Linked DNA regions of Zea mays: region 2 is linked to region 1. The links are chromatin contacts, called in public Hi-C maps. All regions are on one chromosome and are shown on one strand. The core of a region is the stretch at or near the end of the contact, and the rest is flanking DNA. Distances in the headings are between cores, read along the strand shown. Region 1 holds the start of LOC100282479 (Ubiquitin-40S ribosomal protein S27a-like). Region 2 holds the start of LOC103645348 (putative ripening-related protein 6).

Region 1 (5,251 bases), core at 537-3,036:
GTTTTCGAGTAGCATAAGAGTTCCAAGATTTTGGTGATATTTTTTATTCGCCTATTCACCCACCTTTAGACGACATCTAGATCCGGTTCCCAGACATAGGGAACTTTTAGCATCCTTGTTTCATGTGTCAACTCTAATAAGGGCTATGCTACGTGGTTGAGTTTTTGTACTATTAATTTTGCTGGTTTATGATGAGTAGTATTTTTGGTGCTTGAAGTTTTGGTTAATATCATGAACTCCTAAATTGGCTATTTTTAAAGCTATACAATATACATCTCAAATTCAGGTCCTGTTAGCCAAAATTCGTTGCTCTTAGAAAATATGGGGATGGTTAATATCTGTATTTCAGTGGTGTTCTCCCTTGTTGTATCATACACTGTTGTCTAGCCTTAATTCTAACTAAGTGATGTTTTATAGGTTCTTGACATGGGTGTGGTCTCCACTAAAGAGGCCTTCAAGTGCCTGATAAATCGAGGATTGATACTAGGAGAAGTAGAAGCCACAAGTTTCTACCAGATTTGTAAATGTTCATGAATGATTTTATTGTTGCTAATGAATGTTGTAATATATTTGAGTATACTGCGTATAGAGACAATGAAGGTAAGATGGGTTTCTGCAGCCTCAGCTAAAATACCAAGAAAAAGTAGTTGCAGACAAGGTCTACGTCTGGCACTTGTGTTCAGTACCAATTCGTGCAATAAAAGTTTGTAGTTTGATTCTTTTCTACTTTTTCTTTGCAATGTTACAAAAGTTGAAGATCATTATGTTCTGAAGGATGATCCAAACAGTTGACTGAATGATCGTGCCTACCAGATGAGTAAAAGTCAAGGGAATGGCATCGAACCTGATGATGTTGTTTCAGAATATGGCGTTGATTCTCTTCGCTTGTACGAATTGTGTAGTGGTTGTTTCTATTTGTGCTATGAAAATGCTATATGGTTATTGTTTAATTTCAGTGTACAAACTTGGTGTTCTGGAACCATATAAACATTAAAATGTTTAGCCGCATGTTTATTCACATGATTTTCTACGTCCTTGAATCTGGAAATTTGAGGCTCTATATAGTACTATAGAAAGTCATATATTGGAGCATAGAAATTTCCAGAACAAATTTCCTATAGAGCCTCAAATTTCCTATGGAAACAACAAGTTTGTATGGTTCAAATTTTCTATAATACTATATAGAGTATTATGGAAACAACAAGGCTCTATACAGTGTTGTATTTTTGTTAATAATATTATTTATTTGACCTTGAAAATAATTAAAATTTAAAATTTTCCATTACTTGGAGCAAAAAGTAGTTCTTGCGGTTGAATGAAAAGAAAAGGCGAGAAGGATTGAGAGATGATAGTTATGATAGTTAAAATAAAAATTGTATTATATATTTGTAGGATATAGTAATATAGAGAATATTGTTGTTGTGGTAAGATAGTGTTATATAAAGAGAAAATTTAGAAAAAATGGTTGCAGAGTCTTATACTATCTTCAGTAGGACAGTGTAAATGATCGTGTAAAGTACTATTTTATAATATAAATTATATTGTTTATAAAATAAAGTTTAAAATAAAGGGTGACAGAAGAATTATGTTGAAAATAGCCTTAGCCTATCTTGATTGACCTCGGCGCCCGTGTCATCATACTCGTGCGCCGTCCTGGCCTCCTGGGTCTGGAGTCGGTATCTCCCAGTCTCAATCACGACCGTTCTTTTCTGATCGGACGTCGCATACCCGCACAGGAGAGAGAGTCCGGCCTCTATAAATCCACCGCACGGCTGTTGGCTACAGATCAAAATAGAGTTCACACGCACAACCCGCCGCCGCACGCCGGGATCTCGATAGACTCTGGCTGCCGCGGAAAGCGGAAAGAAGGCAGGGATCGTGGCCAAGATGCAGATCTTCGTGAAGACGCTGTCGTCGACAAGGACGATCACGCTGGAGGTTGAGCCTTCGGACACGGTGGCGGACGTGAAGGCCAAGGTGTACGAGTCGGAGGGCGTCCCGCCGGCCGAGCAGCGCCTCATCTTCGCGGGGAAGCAGCTGCGCGACGGCTGCACGCTGGCTGACTACAACATCCCCAAGGAGACGATGCTGTCCTTGTGCTGCCGCCTCCTCGGAGGCGGCCCCAAGAAGCGCAATAGGAAGACGTTCACCACTCCTAAGAAGGGCACGCACGAGCACAAGAACCCCGGGCTCGACGCCGTGCTTGGGCGGTACAGGATCGATGAGGCCACGGGGAAGGTGGAGAGGCTGCGCATGCAGTGCCCTAACCCGGAGTGCGGCCCAGGCGTGCTCATGGCGGCGCACGCCGACCGGCACGTCTGCGGCAGCTGCGGCCTCACCTTCGTCATCCAGAACTAGAGCGCGGCAGATAGCTAGGTCGCTTCGTACTCCCCCCATTTGCAATGACAAAGCGTTTTTACCTTTCTAGATATGCACTTATGTCTAGATACATAGATTATCTTATACTTTTTTCGTTCTTTTTTATTTATCGTGTTTTAGTTAAAAATAAATTAATTGAGTGAATATGTTATAGGGCGTGGCTATTTGTTTTTTTTCTTAAAACAGGTATCTGCAACTTTAGACTAGATTAAGGCGTGTTATTGTTCGCCATGCGATTACTTACCCCTATTGATTCATCTCCGTTTGATTGTAACTGTAGCCGTCTATGTAAATTAGTAACGACACCACGACACATAAATATTCGATACAACAATTCTATAAAAACAAACAACATATATGTTATCATCGACTATAATGTCTCGCAAACCTAAACAAGCAACATATATGTTATCATCGACTTTAATGTCTCGCAAACCTAAACAAACAACATATATATTATCATCGACTTTAATGTCTCGCAAATCTGGATTCAAATCTGGATTGTAGAGACCAACTGATGCATACAAGCAAGACATCTTATCTGATTTGTAGACATATCTATCTGATTTATAGGCTAAGACATGGAGGAGTAAAACAGAGAGATTTCACATTTTGCAAAGAGGTTGCTGATGGTAAGCAACAGAAGGCTCCAAACTGCCCCTTAGCCGTGTTCGTTTCTTCCGGATTCCATCCCGGAACGTTCCAGCGATCAAAACTTATAAGTTACACAAACAATCCGGGTAGAACCGAACGGGCCCTTAAGCACTCCAGGTAGGTTAACAACAAATCCAGGTTATAAGCAAGGGTGGCAGTCATAGCTGTAATACATTCTTAAACCAAAAGAGAAACAATGAACCAGAAAACAAAACGCTTCCAGTGTGGCCTGGTGGAATGCAACAGCCTAACAGCGTCGGTGTTATTGACTTGTCTATACAGATAGACATGCAATAAATATGTCAGTGTTACACGTCGATTTCCTTTTCCAAAAACATGTATGCGCCTAGCTACAATAGCAGCTGTCCGCCACAGGCACCAAGTTCGTTCGTTCCTTGGCAAGGGACCTCAACTCCGGTGGCTACCCTAACAAAACTGTCTCCCTTCCTAGAACGCCAACTCCTCTTTCTCTTCAGCTGCAACCGGCAGCGATCCCTCCGAGGCTGCGTACTGCATCTCGTTAGCCTTCTCGTTGCTAATGCCGAGCAGGTACTGCAACCTTGATAGCTTCTCAGGCTTAGGAATGCTCTTCAGGTAGATGGCAAATAGATCATCTAGCTCTCCTGGTGTGGGCCATGACAAGGGTCGTGATGCAGGGACCGCAGCATCACATGCGAGCATGTCATTCAGAGATGAAAGCTGCAATGGGAATTTTATAGTTAGCACACATACTGCCATTACATTAACTTTCCGGACAACTGAATTTTCAAGGAACAAATAAAAAGGGATTTAATGTCATACCACATCATCTCTCTTCTTCTGCCGAAGCAACGCAATAGCCTGGACAAGGGAGTTCTCCAACCTAACCTTTGCAATATCCTGTACAATTGACTTGGCCTTCTCAGAACTTATTATGAGATCAGCTGGAATCTTCACATACATTTCCTCTTCATCGAAATCCCCTGTACCTGAAGAAAAGAGCTCTTCAACAGTTTTCCTATAAATGCTTTCTCGCTGCGGCTCCGCAATCAAGCTATCTAGTTGGAAGTTTGCTTCCTTCAATCCTCGGACCTGCTGTATACCGATCTGACCCCGAGCAACAGAGGCTTCAATTGCAGAAGATAACTTTGTCGTTGTAATACCCTTAATGATTTTCTGTGCATGTTCAGTAGGCAAACCGACCTGCTTTTGAATCTTAGCAAGCTGGTCAGCCTTAGCCTCTGTTAATTTCCCATCAGCAAGAATTACTTCCGCCTGTTGCACAAAAGCTTTCTCTGCAAACTTAATGTGAACATCTTGAGCTTCTTTGCGAGTTAAACCAAGTATGTCACCCAATTGCTTTAGCATTAAAAACTCTGAATCATCTTTCTTTGTAGAGATAGCTGTTCCAAATGATACATTAGTCGTCTCCCCAGTGATGCAGAACATCAGGTACGTTTCATACAGCTCAGCCCTATCCCTCAATGGAATGTCATCCTTGAGAGTTATCTCTTTCTGGCTTGACTTTCTCAGCTTTTCTTTGAGCTCTTTATCAGGTCTAGTCTTCCTCAGTGTATCCAATGATTCCCATTCATGTTCACCATCCTCTCCTTCAGATTCTGAAGCTGCACTTGATGCTTCAGTTTCAGCAACTGGAGATAGTTCTCCTTTAATGTCAGCTAAAAGCTCGGTAACAACAACTATGTTGAAGGAAATTAACTTCTTCAGTTCTTTTGCAGTTTCAATGCGGTTTCCAGCTTCTTTTGCTCTCTGAATGTAGCTCAAGAATAACTTCCGTACCTGATCATGTGAATGTGACAACTTAGAATAGTGAACTAGCTTTGCTGAAAGAATATATGTAAAAGAAAACACATAGCATATATCAGAGAACAGAAGAAAATAAGGCAGTGTCATTTTTCAAAGGAAATGTACATACTGCTTTACTAAAGATCGTCATGACAGCCTCCGTTTTCAGGTTTAGACTTTGTGCTGCCTTCCTAACAGCCTCACGTCTATCAGCATTATATCCGTCAACAGATGCAATGGCTTCTTTGACAACCTGCAATGTCCTAACAAATGTAAGAGCACTTATACAGAACACGCCATCAGCTTTGCCTGATCAAGATATGGAACAAAATCTAAACCACTACAAAGGAGTTCAATCAAAAAGATTTAGAGTCACCTTTTCGAACAGTTGCCCACAAATCTCAGTATGTGCAGCGTCCACAGTTTCTTGAGG
Region 2 (4,581 bases), core at 1,568-4,067, 340 kb before region 1:
TAGACAAACATAGATAACACATAATCCAATTGACGAAGTGTGAAAACTCACCTCTTTGCCGTAGTTTCCTTTGAATTTGCAATATGTCCAAAAACAAGTCCAAAATGCCCTTTTTGCTACACAAAGAGTTAGAGGTCAAAAGCAAGTGCTAGAAACATTGTATTAGGCATATGCAACTTATACAAACATTCAAACCTCATGCTCTTATTGTTTTACCACAAGTTGCACTTTTAGCCTCGTTCATCAATTTGCATCCAAGTGGACCTGTGCTCATACTCATATCAAAGTAGTTAGTCCAATGTGCTGTGTTGTACACCTAATCACCAAAACAAGTAGAAATGCTATCTAGCACATTTACTTTTTAGTAGGAATGCTATGCTAGCTCTTGATTAACTTAGTGAAGATAAGAGGTTGGTTAGGGGGCTATTTATAACCCAAAACCCTCAACTAGACGTTACTGAAATCCTACACAATTCTCCTCTAGGTTGGTGCATCGCCGAACCGGAAATAGTAGATGGCCCTCCGGGATTCTAATTGGCGTCCTCCAAAACCGGCCGCCACAGGACCGCCACATGCTAGGTAGCTATTGGAGTCGATCGTTGGAACCCAAACTACCTGTTGAATAGTCGATGTCTTATGCACCAACAGATTGGGCTGGTGTGCTAGAGGCTTTCAGTTTCTTCCTCAACCTTCTCTTGGAAAGTTGTCCGACGCACCACCAGACTCGTCTAGTGCCTCAAGCCACTGAGACTCTTCTGCAGGGCTCTCTAGTATAATGGACTGTCACACCATCGCATTGGTTCGGTGAGCCGTAGGCAACATATGTGAAGTCCTTCTTAGCCGAAACTTCTTCAATTTGATTTGGCTGATCTTGAGAGCTATTCTATTACCTAGACAAACTTTATTAGAGTATGTCCACTTAGTCTAAGTCATAGGTTCATACATTTAGCTCATCTCTAACTCAAGTTTCATGCTTCAACTCAAAAGAGACACAAAAAATCACTTTTGTAATATATTACATCTATAACCTATCCAAAGTGCTAAAAATGTTTCTAAGGGAAATTAGAACTTATTCAAACTTGTGAAATCGATCACAGCTCACCTTTTCCAAGTTTTGCCCGTTTCTAGCCTCGTTTGAGTTGAGCATTGTATTTCAAACCTCAATTTGACTTAAATGAACCTGCAAGTGTGTGCTTAGCAAACCAGTTAGCCCTCGAGGCTGTGTTGATCATTAATCACTAAAACTAAGTTAGAAATGGCATATAGCTTTTATCTTTCAGCATGTAATTTAGGGCACTACCTCCTAGTTACTCTATAAATACCCCGCCCGTATGAAGACATGACATGTTTGGTAAGACGCATTGAGAGTCACTCCCCGTTTGTTTTGTTGTTTTGCCCAAGCCGCTCCCAGCTATTTAGTTCCCACGTATCGGAACCCAAAATTAGCTTCTATGGGGCGCGACAGGATCTAATGATGTAATACCTAAACATGGTTGTGTCGTGCATACAGTTAAGTTGTGTATAAAAATGGAGTTCATTGTCGTCTATCTAGACTTATTTATGTGGGTTTTCATTTGTCATGCCACGATGTCTAACATGTTAAAATCAAACTCCTAAAGACGTGAGTATGCATATATTTATAACTGAGGTGTTGTTTGGTTCACATATTTGTAACGTGAATGACAATTGATAACACTAAACTATGTTTGTTTAAATCTAACAGTAATAAGGTACCACACTAAAGACTGATACAATCCTATTTAAACTTGTTAATACTGGTAATCGAGTGTGAATCGTTAATGTCGTTATTTACGTTACATTTTGTAAACCAAATTAAACGACACCTGAAATAAATGTGATTTTACAAGGAAATAAAACACATACACCAAGCAACAATTTTCCTCAAAAGAGTGGTTTTATTCGATCGACATCTCCACTGTCGTGGAAGAGTATGCACAAGCACAACCGCACGCCGTGGTTTCCAATTTCCCTGTCGCCGTGTGGCCATCCAACTCAGAGCACGTGACGTGTTCAGGCGTCTGACCATGTGACGTGGACCTCGCCGGCGTCCGTATGGAGCCCGAGCGCCTTCCAAACAGCGCGGGAGGAATCCACGATGTTGTTGCGGCATCCTCCCTGGGAGTCGCACTCGTCCACGACCCGTGCCCTCACGGTGCGCCCGCTGTTCGCTGTGATGCGGATAGCCTCGCCACACCTCTTCCCTCCCGCGTACCACCGCGAGGACAGCGCCACGATCAGGTCGTCGTCGCTGTGGAAACGGCCATCACAAGATGCTGCACCGCCGCCGTCCTCGCCTCGATTGAAACCGTTCACCGTCATCACAGCAGGGGTGCCGTCGCCGTCGTGGTCGCCGTGCGCTGGCTTGCCGTGCTGCCGGGCTGCGGCGCAAGAGAGCGGAAACAGAGCTAGGATGGCAATGGCTACGGCAATCTTGGTCTTCGCCATTGCTGTTTATTCCTTGGCTCGACAGGGGTGCAGGTGCTCGGGATACACTGGCTCTATCTTAGTGTGTATATGTACTCGTGCTCTCACTTCTCGGATCGTTGTGTTCGATAGGAGGTTAATGGCCCTATCTGAGACGAGTGCGTTGTATCAGGAACCAATATAATGCTAGCTATCTGTATGTGATGGTGTAAGTGTGAGGCGGCTGTCAGCTCACTGCGATGATGCCATATCCTCTCGGTAAGTCCTACGGAAGAACAGCTTATGAGCAAGCCGCTGTGTTTGGAAGTTGATGCTGGAAAGTTCCGGATGTTTCACTGGCTGATCAACCAACGCAATCAGATACTTCACGTCCAAAACCCATGCAGAAAAGGATACGAGTTCGAAAGTTTGGTTCCCTTGTCGTCACAAGTGATGATGATTAGACTTGGTCAGTCTTCCGTCTACTGCTAGCCAAGGTAAATATTGTGTACAAACTCTTATATATGCGGTATAAAAAACAATGTAAATATGCAGATATATTAAGTCTAGCTAGGGTTAATTATTCTGAAAATTCCAAAGAGATGTATGCAAAACACCTAAAAGAATGCTGATCACACAACAGCAAAACTGAATACTCCCGTCGGCCAAAATAATTCCTGTCGGTTTTTAGGGTTGCCGACGGGAGTTAATTAACTACCGTCGGCCATAACAAAGCCGACGGGAGTTAAATAACTCTCGTCGGCTCGTACATTGGGCGACGGGGTTTAGGGCGGGCCAGGCTATATGCGCCGGCCCGCTCGCCCCTCTCCTCCCTTTCGTCGCTCCCGTTCGCGCGCCTGCGCCCACGCCTGCGCCGCGCCGCCGACCGCCGCCGCCTGCCCCCGCCTCGCCCGTCCCGTCCCCCGCCGCGGCTTGCCGACGCCGCCTGCCCCCGCCCGCCCGTCCCCAGCGCGCGGCCCCTGTGCAGGCGCCCCCGCCGCCCGCCGCCTGCCCGGCCACCGGCCGGCGCCGCGCCCTCGCCGGCCCCTGGCCTGCCCCGCGCCGACCCCGGCCACCGGCGCCGCGCCCTCCCCGGCCCCCCGGCCTGCCCCGCACCGACCCCGTCCACCGGCGCCGCTTGCCCGTCCCCGTCCGGCCCTCGCGCGGCCACTGCCCGGCTCGGCGCGGCGCCCCTTCCCCGGCCACCCCGGCTTCATCTCGTACCCCACACCGCTGTCGTTGAGTTTGTGAGTGCAAAATAAGTATATGGGCGCACGCGGTATATTTATATCGAAAATATGCTTATTCCCGTCGGTTGGTTGGTTGCATTGATTAAGCCGACGGGAGTTAACTACGTTGTGGTAGTTTGATTAGTATGATTAGGGATGAGGCGATTGGTTGCATGTGATTAGTATGATATTGTTGCTACATGTTTTACTTAAGTTGATGATAATTGAAATGTATGAATGGTACTACTTTGTTTTTATTGTTGCTACATGTTTTACTTAAGTTGATGATAATTGAAATGTTTTAATTCATAACGATACACTGTTTATTTGTTTATGCACTTTACTTTATTTTTACCATTATTTTCATAGAGTTTTAGGGTTAAGTGCGCAGACCAGTAGTTAACCCTAGGCGTTACCCGTTCCGGAAGCACGCACATCACATTTATTCCTATGTTTGGGCCTAATGCACCTGGACAATCTATGGATGCATAGATTGTATAGTTTCATTTGGTCCAAACACAGGATTACTTGTGATGTGTGTGGTTCCGGGATTGTCCACGTATTTGGACAACCGGAGAATGGGTGTGGCCGCATGTGATTCGTGCACGTGTCCGATGGTCCGAACGAGATTTCGGCAGCATAACCCAGTTGTTCTTCGTCGCACCATGATAGGCGTGCGTTCGGAGAACAGCGGGGTTATGCTGCCGAAATTTCGTTCGGACCATTGGGCACGTCACGAGTCGCATGCGGCCGCCTCCATTCTCGGGTGGGTTTATGGCCTTTCCTATAGTAGGGTTATCACCTAAGCCACGTGCATCGCTCTTATATGCTGAATTTTTGGTTGGTGGTTTACACAACAGCAAAACTGAGCCATCCTGGTCCACAAACATGGAAGATGACCGTGAGTGGATGTATGCTGGTTGGAAGA

What was found. Hi-C and Micro-C count contacts between places; a contact is called where the count stands out from the background.
Region 2: a contact with region 1 is called in a Hi-C map of tassel, with 2.4 times the contacts expected there. The contact joins the promoter of LOC103645348 here to the promoter of LOC100282479 in region 1. A contact is called at or near these places in 2 of 25 Hi-C or Micro-C datasets (bundle sheath and tassel).

The regions. Positions count from the first base shown.
Region 1 is chr1:234,068,308-234,073,558 of Zm-B73-REFERENCE-NAM-5.0, reverse strand. It overlaps LOC100282479 (Ubiquitin-40S ribosomal protein S27a-like), which reads left to right and starts at 1,786. Exons shown (of 1, transcript NM_001155388.1): 1 at 1,786-2,532. The coding sequence starts at 1,888. The coding sequence ends at 2,358. It overlaps LOC100273973, which reads right to left. Exons shown (of 15, transcript NM_001360507.1): 12 at 5,195-5,251; 13 at 4,949-5,071; 14 at 3,835-4,812; 15 at 3,232-3,732. The coding sequence ends at 3,481.
Region 2 is chr1:234,412,357-234,416,937 of Zm-B73-REFERENCE-NAM-5.0, reverse strand. It overlaps LOC103645348 (putative ripening-related protein 6), which reads right to left and starts at 2,817. Exons shown (of 1, transcript XM_008668417.2): 1 at 1,978-2,817. The coding sequence starts at 2,466. The coding sequence ends at 2,032.